2 separate regions of the Mus musculus genome follow, and region 2 is linked to region 1. Evidence: chromatin contacts called from public Hi-C data. All regions are on one chromosome and are shown on one strand. Each heading gives the region's core, a stretch centred on a gene start, on an enhancer-like site or on the middle of the called end of the contact. The rest is flanking DNA. Distances are from core to core; before and after follow the strand shown.

Region 1 (6,972 bases), core at 2,833-5,332:
TTGTGAGATAGCAATTGTAGAAAGTCTCAACAAATACTGTTAAATGGACACAAATTATTTCCTGAGAATTATTTTGAAAGAGAACAAGAAAAGCAGACACTCTTTAGCCTACACGACATCTCTGGTTTTGTTTTGGATTGACATATGTCTGATGTTTTCTTAGGCATTCTGTCAGCCAAGCATCAACTTAGGGTTTCCATTGAGAAAGAATGCTAGAACTGGGGAAGGGTGAGAGGGTGGACTGAAAATCTCCTCATTCACACATAGCCTGAGATGTAGATGAAGGTTGCAAGCCTAGGGATTTAGCTCAGTTGATAAAGTCCCAAACTTGATCCATACGATCACATAAGCCTGAAGTACCAGTACTCTAGAGATAAAAGCATTTAGATCAGAAGCTCAAGGTTATTTTCAACTACACAGAGAGTTCATGGACAGCTACAAAAAGTTCTTTAAGACAAAAAAACCATGAAGGTTAATGAAGATGGGGTGTCTTCTTCAAGGATTTGAAATCTGGACAGATATCTCAAGTTGTGTCTACGCAAAGTTCTATATGGTTAAGAGTGATTCTGATGCATCATCTTCAAGGAGAAAGCATCCTATGAATTCTAGGCCTTATCCTTGATGAAAATCAAGAACTACTTACTCATTTGCACTTTCTAATTCATCTGTACCTCTTTAAATTATCTTACAGGAACCCAGCGGGTAAGAGAAATGGCTATGTCTTTCCTGTACCTTTAATAGTTAGAAACAAACTCCAGTATCACAACACCTCTCTCATGTCTGTGGACAGTGATGAAACTTTTCCTACAAAGCTTTCTTAGTCAGTCACCAGATAGATGACTCACTTGTACTGTGATGAAACACACAACACAGATTCAACGACTAAGGACACATAATGTATGACCTTTAATTAGCCGGAGTTATATGTGTAGTCAACTCCACTTTGAACATATTGTATGACATGTATTTTCTTTAACAACTGGAGCAGTGGCTGTCCCAAAGGCTGTTGCCTGTACATGGGATATGTTCTCTAGCTGGGCCTCAGTGAGAGAGGACGATGTGCCTAGCCTCTCAGAGACTTGATGCGCCAAGGTTGGGGAGTGCCCAAGAGGACTCCCACCTATTCAGAGGAGAAAAGGAGTGGGGGATAGGGGGAAGGATTGTGGGAGGGGGTGACTGGGAGGGAGCAGTAAGTAGGATGTGAAGTGAAAAGTAAAAATAAATAAATAAATAAATAAATAATCAAATCCTACTAATTTGAGATTCTTCTATAGCTGTTGGTTAAGTGAGCACTAAACTGAATAAATTATTTGATTGCAGTCTAGGTTCAACATCAGGTTCTTGCTCAAGTGATTCCACACCCTGAAAATTTCATGGCTACCATCAATATACTCGATCTGTCATAAACTTACCAGAAGTGGACATATGTACAAGTTTGTCAAAGTAAAATTCAAATAGGAATAAAGAATTGTGATTAAACAGCAGCCCTGATAGAGACCAATGGATTCATATTGACCAAATTACTTCTAAATTGCCATTTGTTAGACTTTCAGTTTGTAGCAACCAATTTTCACTGACAAAAGTATATTTATAGCTGTCATCAAGAGGGCAAAGCACAGCCAAGGATAGCAAACAATAACAAAATAAATACTACTAATTTCCATAAACAATAAGAAAAAGGGGTGAGAATGAGAGAGGAGATGGTGACTTGTGTCTTCTCCAAGAGGAAATGGGCTTTTGTTTTGTGTTGTTTTTTTCCTACTGTACAAATAGGGGACCTAAGACCTAACTTGTTTTGATCATTGTTTGGTTCCTACTGTTGTGGACTTTATGAGAACTGGATTTGGATAAAGGGCCCAGGAAGTTCTCTGCCTGGGTTTCTGCTATAGCCTCTGACCTGTTTTTTGTTTGTTTGGTTTTGTTTGTTTGTTTGCTTTGTTTTGTTTTGTTGGTGGTAGTGATTCTGGCAGGTAAATCTCCATCCCAAATAAGCCCCCGGCAGTGAAAACACGACTCAATTAATATGAACACATGATTGTGCCTAGATTGGGCAGGTCTACCGTTATCCTACCATCTTCCACAGTTTATGAGACCCCTTAGAACTTTAGGTTTCTCCAGGTGATGTGCTTTTGCTCCAATTTTCTTCTTTTTCCTCCTCCTCTGCATCCTCTCCCTTTTCTACTTTCTCCTCTCTCTCTCTCTCTCTCTCTCTCTCTCTCTCTCTCTCTCTCTCTCTCTCTCTCTCTCTCTCTCTCTCCTGCTCCACCTTTCCTTTTATCTGCCTAATCATCAGCTCTTCTTTATTTTACAAATTAAGGTGGGAAGCAGGTTTACAGGAAGTCACCTGAGTGCTCATTCCTTGTTCACAACCACTCAAGGGAGAACAGAATTAATATCAAATATAATTAGTAGTCTATCCACAACCGGTGTCAGCCATTCAAAGTGCAGAAGGAAAACTCAACATCGATGACTGTCCCATTAATTTTTCATTAGGAAACCACTCTTTTAAACTTGATGTAAATACTCTAGATACACAGATTGAGATGTAATTGAGGATTTAAAACACTCTTGGTAGAGCAAAAATAAGAGAATTACAGTCTTAAGTCTGGTTGGCAAGAGGACATCAACCACTCAGAAGAAAGCTCAGGATTTATCAAGCATCTTGGAATAATAAAAGGTGTAAGCATGGAGTATTTAAACCTTCACAAATATCCCAAAATAGAGAAACGAGTCTTATTTTAGAGAAAACAGGCTTGTTAATGTTTTCAGTGGAAAGGCAAAAATTTCTGTATCGAATTTTGCAGTAATCTTGGCCCACTTCCAGTGGGTTTTGCTAGATGTTGAGATGGATTCAAAGCATACATGCATGCATTCTTCAAAGCATGGCAAGGCCAAGACAGTAACAAGCTACAGCATCGGCTGAACCCAGAACACTTTCGAATGTGTTTAAATTAGCTCTCCCTTTGTCTTCAAGAAAGAGCATTTCTCTTCAGGCTAGCAGATGATTTAAAAAATTAAGTTCACTTGGCTAATCCTCCTTTCTAGGACCTTCTATGAACTTCAGTATAAAATCTTCCTGATTTGATGCCTGGAGACCTGAGGCTTAAAGCTTAAATAAATTGCTCCTTGTGGAAAAAAAATTGAAGTACTAGCCCAGGCAGTGCTCCAGAACATGTATTTTTCACCAAGGATGCATTGTCTCTTTGCTTTCTATTTAGCCCCATTAAAAGATGGCTAAGTGTATGCAAATTAAATTAAATTAAATGTAAGCGGATAAGGGGCCTGGAAAGGGTTAATGCTGAAGCAGACCCTCAAGCTGAAAAAACAAAAACAAACTAGCAAGCAAAAACCCTTTAAACCCCCTATAGGAAATTCAATGGGCTTCCTGTTTCTTTAAACTCTCCCTTTCCCTCCTTCTGACACTTTACCAAACCGCGGTGGCGGCCTCAGGACCCTGCAGCCCAGAGCCACCTCCACCTCCCTCTGTGCGGGTCTGGGGTAGGAGGGGCTTTTGATGGGATGGGGGCTGGGAGTTGGGGGATGTCAGTAACCCTAGCGACTCAGGTTTGCTCCCCCGCCACCCAACGGTTGCCAGACCAGCCCTCAGTGAGGGATGAAATACTATTAACCCTTTAGTGCCCAGGCGGAAATCAGAAGATAGTGGGCGCTCCCTGGGGGGCCTCATCCCTCTCTACCCGCAGGCTGACACCCAAAAGCCACGGAAGCCTGGAGGGTGCAGGCGGCATCGGTTCCTCTGCAAAGGTCATGAACCGGGTGGGCGGATGGCGTCCGGGAGACTAGAATCTGCCACCGCCCCACTCGCACCAGTCCTCGGGTGTTTGGGGCCGCAATGGTCCTCTGGCTTTCCCCAGCCAGTCTTCTCGGGCTTCATCTGTGGGAGACTTTTCTGGCGCCCCCTCTCCCCCGAGAAAAGCTCAGCCAATGGACAGGTTGGTGCTGGCTGCGGGTTTTGGGAGGAAGGTGGGAGAAGCCTGGAGGAGAGAAGGGGAGGGAGGAGGGCGGAGGGAAGAGAGGAGGGTTCAGCGGTAGATCTAGCAAATGGCAAGCCGCCTTCCCTCCCCAAAGTGTAGAGCTGGAGCGCGGGGGAGCGCGGCGGCGCCTCCGCCACCAAACTCCTGGGGCTCCGCGGCGTTCGGAGCCACCTCCTGCCTAGCCCGGAGGGGCTCTCTTACCAGGCTGCAACCTCACTTTCCCGTTTTTCTTTTTCTTTAAAAAACACCCCCACCTCTCTTCTGCTCACAGCAGCTGGTGCATTCCCGGCTCTACTCTCCGGAGCTGCCCATCCCTCCGGCTGCGGGCGAGGACGCGCGCTCAGCCTTGGGCGAAGCAAAGAAGAAAAACTTGTCAGAGGGGTTTCTCCAGCCTCCACTAACCTCCTTCTCTCGGGAACACCAACCACCCGCCGGGGCCAGACCTAAGTCTGGGAAAGTTCCTCCGGTGCTCAGCGCCCTCTTGAATCTGGAACAGCACCGGCGCAGCCAGTGGAATTAGATCTGTTTTGAACCCAGTGGAGCGCGTCGCGGGCGCTCGGAAGTCACCGTCTGTGGGCGCCCGGGTGGCGCTGCCTGAGAGGACCCGGGAGTTTGCCGACCCTACTGCAAGTGACCTTTCCTCCCCTCACTTGGTTGATTGTGTCTCAGTTGGGGGCTGCGAGGGTGACAAGTTGCAGTGAGAGCTCCCGAAGTTCGGAGAGGGTTCAGCTGTCTCTCCTTCACTTCTGTTACCCGGAGTGAAATCCTAGCGAAACTGTCAGAGGCCTCCGGATCCCACCCAAGACTCACCAGCAGAGCTCGGCCGTGTCGCCCCATCCCCAGGGATAACCCCGGAGCCCAGGGTCTCAAGAAAAAATTCGTTGGGCAGGGGAGAGAGGTCGCGGCAGCGGCATGGCAAGGTTCCGGAGGGCCGACCTGGCCGCAGCAGGAGTTATGTTACTTTGTCACTTTTTAACAGACCGGTTCCAGTTCGCCCACGGGGAGCCTGGACACCATACCAATGGTAAGAAGTACTTTTCTCAATTGTTTTTGTGTGTGGCTGAAGATCCTTCCGGTGTCTTCGAACCTCCATCCTCATCTCACACCCACCCAAAGTATCTGCCCTTGGGAAACTTATCCTAGTTGTTTTTCTGGGAAACTTGAGTTTCTCGAATGGGGAAAGAGGTTTGCTTGATCAAAAGGTGTGGGAAACCAGGACTTCCCTGAAGCTATGATGCTTACTCCACCTGGGCGCCAGGGGGTGGTCCTGCCTAACCCCAAGTAGCCCAAAGAGGTCGGGGTGTGAGAGAGCCTGCTGCTGCGGATACCTCTCTGAATCTTGGTTACATCAGGTTGTTTCCCCTCTGGATTCTCATCCCTTGGAGCTCAGAGGCTCTTCCCTGTGCGCCGCGGAAGGGATGGATGGATGAACAATCTGATGACAGTCAGGGATGGCAGGTCGCCCCGTGCCAAGGGAAAACGCCTTGTGTCTGCACATCCCTCCTTCAGGCTATCCTCACTAGTTTTCTCATTGTGGGGTTACTAAGTGGATGCAGTAGAAGCAGCGGGGTTCAGGGATAGAGAAGAGGTGGAGAAGATGGGGACCAGTCGTGCCTATGAGGACAAGCCCTGGCCCCATTGTCCTCTGCCTGTCTGTTTCACAGACAGGCCCCAACATGCCAGCAGTTCCTCAGGGTTTCTTGACACTGTCCCTGGAGGAGAAGGGCCTCCAGATACTTGCAATTGGCCGCACCCTGTGCCCTGGTGATCTGTCTGGTTAGGTGTGTGGTAGTGAAGTGTCCTCCTACTGAGCAGGGACTGGCTAATCCAGCTTTCTCCCAAGACCACTCATTCCACTGTGACCCCACAGATTGCTCCCCATCTCTGCCCTTCAGCAAAGAAATGAACAGGCAGGTCAGTGAAACACTGGGGCAGGAATCTGTGAACTCTTGTAGACTCCCAGCAGGAGTGAGAGCAAAGAGCACTTGAAGAGAAAAAGAAAGGAAAACTTCCTGGTTAGGACAATCACTTTGGTTCTGTTTTGCTCTGTACACCTCTTTGTTTAATTCAAGAAAGACTGGTAAATGGTTCTTCAGAAAGTATGCATGTATACCCAGCTGTCAGCCTTCAAGGAGTCACAGAAAGAAGTCCGGGAGGTACACCTGGGGACTCCAGGTGAGAATAAGAGTTTACAAAAACCTTGAATAAAATGTTACCATCTTGAGACAAATAGGATAATCCAAGTCATGCGTGTACCTGAGTTGCAAATTTTAAGAGAGGAAAAAAATTACTTTCTTGGTGCTCCTATTTAAGGCTGGCTCCTATTTAAGTGTGTGTGTGTGTGTGTGTGTGTGTGTGTGTGTGTGTGTGTGTGTGTGTGCTGGGGACCAGCACATGAAGACCACAGGATAAAAGCTGAGATTAAAATTCTTGGATTTTTTTTGTCACCTCTGGTCATCCTCATCAATGAACATAAGTTCTTGGCTATTTATAATTTATATTAGCACACCATATTTCTGTTTATTTTCTTGGCACATTGCATTGGCTGAAAAAAATAACAGTTTTACTTTCTTCAGAAAGCAACACTTTAAAAGATGCAGTAGTCATCTCCATAAGCTTATTTGGAGTAAATGAATATGCAAAGCAATTTTGCAAAAAAGGAGGGGACATTCATCCTGAGTTGTTTGTTTAAAAACTTCTTTGGTACTGGAAGCAAATAATATATTTACAGCAAAACTACATAAAAGAGAGACTAGGAATTTTCATTTAACTACTGAGTATATAATATACTGGCACCCATGTTAAGTTTGCTATTCTAAGGCAAACCTGAGGATGAAATTCATTGCACACAGAGCAGACCAGCTGGTGGAAAGCTTTGGCTTTGGGGAGTATGGCATGCCTTTGTTGATAACATAAATACACCAGCATTTTAAACTAATTCACTATTTCTGGTGGACCTCTTAGAAACATTGTGCTCACA
Region 2 (6,972 bases), core at 2,445-4,944, 95 kb after region 1:
TTAAATTCTCATCCTCCAGTTTAGCTGTTGGTTAACCTGAGCCTCTTCCTAAGATAGATGCTGTCTATTATCATTTTCTACTGCTGCTGCTGCTGCTGCTGCTGCTACTACTACTACTACTACTACTACTACTGCTACAACTTTTATTTTTAGAAGGGTGAAGCAGTTCTATTGCTGGATTTAGAGAATCTGCATGAAGCAACGATCCTTTTTTCAAGGCAGATCAGGCTATGAGAGATTAAGAGCCCCATGTTTTACGAAACATAGCTAGCTTGTGGCAGAGCCCGGAATTCTAATTGCCTCTGAAGCAATAGTTGGGAAACAACAAGTGCAGGTGGATCTTGTCCTCAGCCTGAGTGATGAAAGGCTCACGAGTAGGTAGAGTTTAAAGTCACCACATTCTCTGTGGGATTCAGAAGGAAGACCACCAAACTGAGGGCAAACAGGAATGAGCAAAAGGAATATTGAATAGACTAGTTTTTTTTTTTTTTGCCATCAATAAATCAAATACAAACTGAGCAAATTGATGATGCTTATTTTTTAATTGAAGAAAGCTTTGAGCTACCAGAAGTTTTAAAACAGGAGACAGAGGCTTGGCCTGGATCATGTAAGAGAATTCATAAAAATAGTTGATGCTTTCCTGTACTATAGTGTTAGAATCAGGCTTCTGAAGATAGTGTACTTATGGAGTAAGTGGATCATTAAAACATCTTCTTTAAAAAAACAAATATTTCCTGAAAGGACATATATAAGATTGGTGGTGCTCTTAGTGGCAGAACACAAGCTAACGGCCACTGTGACATAGTGAAGAAGCAAAGCCATGTCCACAGGATGCCGTAGCATTTGGGAGTACAGAGGCTTTATTGTATCAAGTTGGATGTGCTTCACAGTGTCTGGACATTCTGTGAGATGCTTCTCTAGGGACAATCTGGTCAGCTATGAAATGCATTTGATGCATTGGGACAGCAAATGAAAAATTTCATGTTACTAGTGTAAACTTAAAATACTAAAGTGGCCCATTATTAAATATAATGTTATTTGCATCATTCAGTGTATATACAAGCTAAAAAAAGACATCAAGCATAACTATATAAAGGATCCTAATTACTTGTAACAGTGTCCTTTGAAAACTCTTTTTTTAATCAATGTAGTATATAAAATTCTTATCCGAACAGTGGAAATGAAAGTCCATCTAAGGAGACACTTTGGCATTAATTGGCATAGCTTTTACACTTAGAGTGTTCTGCTCATTTTCATTTGCACAAAACCCTTATTAAGAAAGGACATTATCTTGCATGTAGGCACTTGCTAAAAGAATGCAGCTTGCTGACAGAGAATATTTTAAACTGACACTCTCACCGTGAGCCTGTTTTAAAAACATCTGCTGTTTGGGAGAATTAGAACTGGCTAATAACAGTGACTATAATTAATAGTCTATTGCTTTAAGGGAAACAATTAACAAATTGGGCTGAATATTAATCTACTCAACTAATAAACAAGAAACAAAAGGAATTCAGAGAACAGACAAAGAAAGTAGTATGTGTTTTCTCCATGAGTCTTTTGTTTTTTTTTTTTTTTTTTTTTTTTTTTTTTCGAGACAGGATTTCTCTGTATAGCTCTGGCTGCCCTGGAATTCACTTTGTAGACCAGGCTGGCCCTCAAACTCAGAAATCCGCCTGCCTTTGCCTCCCAAGTGCTGGGATTAAAGGCATGCTCCATGAGTCATTTTTAAAGGATGATAGGTTTCACATGTCATCTGTTTGATATATACCTGAGTCTGATTATACTGGTTTTGCATCATAAGACTTGGTTGTTTTGTCTTTCTCTCCTTCCTGTCAGTATTGAAACTTGAAGTATGGTTACTGCATATTAAAACGCTCAAGAATGCCATTCTAAATAACATACTCCTGGGGTGAGTGCCGCAGTAGTCTTAAGAATGCTAAATAAAGGCACGTCAGCTCCATCCTAATACTAGAAAGGCCTTGTTTGAAGTCAGAGGTTTCTTACACGCAGTAATTTCAGATACTCTTGGGATTAATGTATGACCTCTTTACACACAGCGACATTCAAACACATCTTATAGCATCTCCATATACTTCAAGTGCACACTAGTGTTGGCATTGCTATCTCGTTGCTGTGGGCTTCATCCTAGTTCCTAACATCCTTACTTTCAAATAAGACAACATTTCTTCTTGTCTCTACTTTCATTCTTTACCGACACTGAGGCCTAACTTCAGTGGTTATCCATGGCTGGCTAGTATCTTGGTTTCCTTACAAATGGCACTCTATGCTTATTAATGGCATTTTCCAAGTCCCTGCAGGCATTGGACTATGTTCTGACCTTTGAAATCTCTTCTAGAACACAAGATTTTAGTGCTTAATGGTTCAAAGTAGCTAACTCTCATGTATTAATTTTTATTTTCATTGCAGTGAATATTTGCCTTACTTACATATGTATGAGGTCTACATTTTGACATTCATTGAAAAATATAATTTCAGATGTGATACTTTGTGAAAATTATATTATTAAATGTCATAGAAAAAAATGATCATAAGATACTAATGGAACATTTAACAAAGTATAGACTATGAATAGTTATATAGTTCAGAAGGTCAGTTTCTACTCTGTTGGCCACCTTCCTCATCATTAAAAAATGAGTCCCTCTCTTCTTCTGGAACATGAAGGTTTAGATTTATATATCTGAAAAGAATTTACAAAAGATGTCCCTTCCTTTCACAGAGTGTCTGGTCTGATGTGCTTTGTCACAAAACCAAGCACTGCCATTGGACTTCACTGTTAGCTATATTTTCTTTCTTTGGAGTCTCCATTCTTCTTAAGGATTTTTTTTTTTTCTTAAGATTGTGTTCCATCATTAAAAGCTTCAGTGGAATTGGCTCAGGACTGCCAATGTGGGCTATTTCCAGTAAAAAGCTGCAGCTAGCCAATGAAGGAAAGAAGCTAAAATCCAGTCAGCATTCCATGTGCCAAGCACAGTGCCCTAGGAGCAGTCCCAACAATGCATGTAAAAATCCCACCCAGAGGACATCTGATTCTAATTTACACAAAGACACTCTGCAGGCTAGCAGAGTCCCTGGAGCTAAACTAATGCTGCCTCACTGTGAATTGAGGGACAGTTTGCCAGTGTGTTTAAAAGCTTGTCATAACTTATCCTTTATGGGGCTGTTCCAGTAGGGCGGAGTTATGTATGTGTTGGGATAGAGGCAATTAGACACACTTCAGTGATAGTTTTATTTACTTGCTGTTTGTTCAAGCCCTGGTGCTGGGGATCTGAGGGGGAAGGTTTATTAGAAGCAAACTCCCTTTGTGAGCCCTCATTCAATTAGATTTGAGCTTCCTGGACTCCACCTGTGAAGAAGTGGTCGGAGGCGGCCCCTCTTGTGACCGACAGTGTTTGTGTTTTCTGCTAATAAAGTTTTGAATGGATCATACCACATGGACTTGATGTCTTAATTTTGTTGGATGGACACATTCAAGAACAGAGAGTAAACAATTGGCGCCTTGCTCAGGGATGTCTGAGCATGTACCTCCCTCGCTTAGGGATTTTGTAATAAAATACAGCTCAGTGATTCAAAAACTAAAACATGTTTTTAAAGCTCCTAAAGTTGATCCAAAGTGCCAGAATTTCCCAGCTTGGCCTGGCTTCAAGGCCATGAGAGCTCAGACCTTGACTCATGGAACCATTTCCTTATTAACAGACATAGTGTTTCACATACTTGAGGCTTGAAAAAAACAACTGGACTTCAGCCTCTCCAGCGCAAAGCTCTTCTCAACTCTTTTGTTTTTGAGGCAGGCAGGGTTTCAAAGGAAATCTTGTGTCTGTCTATATTGTTTATTCTCAACTTATCCCAAATGCTCTGGCTTATGTATGGAAAATCCCTTGAGTTGTTTTCTAAGTTGTTCAGTCTTTTCTTGTTTAAGAGCAGGAAGCTGCAGATTGTCAGTAGTCAGAAGAAAGCGTGCTGTTGAGCACTAGCTCTGCTGCGGAGGACCATGATTTATGTATTTCTGAGCTGATTACTCTCAGTAAGAGTCTACCCCCAAATATCATATAAGACTAAGAAATCCTCTTAGATGCACTATCAGAAAAGTCTTACACAGGATAATGTCTATCTAAGCTATTTTAATATTCATTTTATCCGCCGGGCAGTGGTGGCGCATGCCTTTAATCCCAGCACTTGGGAGGCAGAGGCAGGTGGATTTCTGAGTTCGAGGCCAACCTGGTCTACAAAGTGAGTTCCAGGATAGCCAGGGCTATACAGAGAAACCCTATCTCGGAAAACAAACAAACAAACAAACAAAAAGACAAAACAAAAAAATTCATTTTATCCTATTTCGGGGTGGTTTTACCTGCCTGTATGTCAGCACATTATGCACATGCAATTCCCATGGAGGCCAGCAGAGGGCACCAGATACCCCAGGAATGATTTTACAGCTGGTTTTGATCCATCATGTGGGTGCAGGGAATTGAACATTGGTTCTCTAGAAAAAAATAAAAGGTGCTATTGACTTCCGTGTGACTTCTCCAGCCCTGCCTAGATGATTTTGTCAAAACATTAATGCATCTATCTGCAACTCAGTGTTTTTGGCAGAGTTGTAGAAGCATAAAAGTATCAAAGAATTTATATACTGTTTCTTTGTAGCTATGCTATCCTGAGGGCTTGGCATAATTATTATTTGTGTATATCAAATAGAATAATTTCATTTAATGGCACAGATAAGATTCTATTATCTGTTTTATATGCTGCTAAAGAAGGTATATATCATTCATAACAAATTTCTAATTAATATTTAAGTGAACTGTCCATTTTTAATATTCACATAATACGTTATATTGTAAGCTGTCCTTATTCAGAGTCATTCCTGTTCACCTTGTTAAATCTTAAAATCAGTGCTCAATGACCTTGGGTTAAACATGTCTCTAAATACACTTTCCTTCCTTTTTACATTATGACCCTAGGCTGAGCACGCTCAGGAATGTACTGCTTAGCCAAGCATACTCAGGGATCTGTGTTCAGTGAATTGCTTTCCCGAATGAATATGTAAAGGCTCCCTCAAGAAAATCCCCATATTCCATGAGCTAAGCCCTCTAACCTAACGTGTGTCGCTCAGAACAGTGTCTACTCTTTTGGGTCATTCCTTGAGTGCTTGGTTTGTTTCTGTAGTAAGTGTCCTGTGAGCCCATTGCTATGACATACTTACATACAGGAGCCTAACATGGCCCTCATGAGAGACCCTACCAGTGGCTCACTTACACCCAACCATTGGACTGAAATCCCGGATCCCTATTGTTGAATTAGGGGAAGGATTAAAGAAGCTGAAATGGAGACCCCTATAGGGAGACCAGCAGTCTCGACTAACCTAGACCCCAGGGAGCTCTCTGAGACTGATCCACCAACCAGGAGCATACAGGGGCTTGTTTGTGGCCCTTGGCAAATATGTAGCAGAGGTTGGCCTGATCAGGCCTCAGTGGGAGAAGATGTGCTTAGTCCTTGAGAGACTTGAGGCTGCAGAGAAAGGGGAGGCCTGGTGGGAAGGGAGCACCCCTCAGGCAAGCCTGAGGAGGAAGGGATGAGGAGCTGTGAGAGGGCAGAATGACAGGGCAGCAGCCACTGGACTGGAAATAAATAAAATATTTTTTTTTCAAAGTGCTAAGTCAGCTCCCCTGCCACTGGTTTCTGTATTTACTTTTTAAAAAATTATATTGGTACCCATGTGTTTGCCTGTGATGCAGTGAAGGGTCGAAGCTCATGATTTCAGCTTTGCTTTACGCTTTAGGTGGCAGAAAATATATGCTGGGCTATGCTTTATTGTCACCCCGCAGAGATACAATAATGGCTTCTTCTGATGACCATGCCTTTGTATTTCCTACCTCTCCATGCCTTTTCAGAAGTTGACAGAAAATGGATTCAAAATCAGGGGCAGAGTTAAAGGTCTGCAAGTGGTGGCTGTGTAAATACGTCTGTGGCCCTGCTGCCACCAACACTGCTAACTCACTTAAGCTCAGGAGGTGACACCAGCAAGCTCTATTTAACATCAAAGTGCCACGGTGAGCCAGCAGGTCCTGCAGGAAAGTCTGCCAGGCTTGTTGCTCCTCAATCAGAACCATCAGGCAGCTGAGGGCCAGGAAGTCTCTGCACACCAGTGAATTTATAAGCTGCTGGTACATGGCAGAAGTCACACGGTGGTGTGCTAAGTGGGCTTTAGGTGGACAGTCTGTGGGTCATAAAGACAGACCTGCCTTTACAGGTGTCGAGTACAGGTGTCGAGTGAGTTCAGTGAGAGGTACCTTTGGTCTGCATCTTTTTTGTTTTCTTTTTATTTGCTTATGATGTTGGTAAATGACACTTATCTCCCTATCTTTGAAAATAAAGTCTATATGAGCACTTCCTCATTGACTTTTATGTCAAATTCTATTTGAATTAGCAAGCCAGCAACTTTCTCAGGCACACTTTCGTCCCTTCTAAGATTGGGGAAAACAGGCCATCACAGAGTTAGTTTCATCTGATCCCTTTTAGTAGTGAGGAGTCTGAAAATACATTCGTGGAAAATGAGAAGTTCAAGGTTGCTATAGCCTAACTCATAGTCGGTAGTGAAGGTCTTTAAATCTGGGATAAGAAGCCAGGGCGGATTTATTCTGGGCACTGAACGCTATTTTATGACTTCAGCTTTGCTTACTGAGATAGAAATGAATGTTGGAGTGTGATTAGGCTTTTACAAATATTAACTCTCATCATGCAGATAATCAATATCCATCACGAAATGTAGAAGAAAGTGGGTATGAGCAAAAGAATTAAAGAGCATCCATACTGGGCTGGACAGATAGCTCACCAGTGAACAGCACTGACTGCTCTTCCAGAGGTCCTGAGTTCAATTTTTAGCAATTACGTAGTGGCTCACAACCATCTGTAATGGGATCCAATGCCCTCTTCTGGTGTGTCTGACAGCCACAG

Evidence for each region. Hi-C and Micro-C count contacts between places; a contact is called where the count stands out from the background.
Region 2: a Hi-C map of embryonic fibroblasts shows a contact between it and region 1, with 3 times the contacts expected there. The contact joins the enhancer-like site here to the promoter of Plxdc2 in region 1. A contact is called at or near these places in 1 of 39 promoter capture datasets (the 3T3-L1 cell line), 1 of 15 datasets of contacts at CTCF or cohesin (the NIH/3T3 cell line), 30 of 484 Hi-C or Micro-C datasets (the G1E-ER4 cell line, the Patski cell line, Sertoli cells and 15 more), 4 of 115 datasets of contacts at active chromatin or transcription factors (embryonic stem cells, kidney, microglia and 1 more) and 1 of 9 other capture datasets (adipose tissue).

The regions. Positions count from the first base shown.
Region 1 is chr2:16,352,222-16,359,193 of GRCm38.p6, forward strand. Plxdc2 (plexin domain containing 2) reads left to right here and starts at 4,083. Exons shown (of 14, transcript NM_026162.6): 1 at 4,083-5,016. The coding sequence starts at 4,905.
Region 2 is chr2:16,447,842-16,454,813 of GRCm38.p6, forward strand. All of the region lies in intron 1 of Plxdc2 (plexin domain containing 2), which reads left to right. Among named protein-coding and RNA genes, the nearest start is that of Plxdc2, 95 kb to the left of the region's middle. Within about 2 kb of position 3,695, at least 72 of the 459 cell types and tissues checked have an H3K27ac peak or open chromatin away from gene starts, as enhancers often do. A contact at or near this core is called in adipose tissue, adipose-derived mesenchymal stem cells, astrocytes and 6 more, where this site is marked.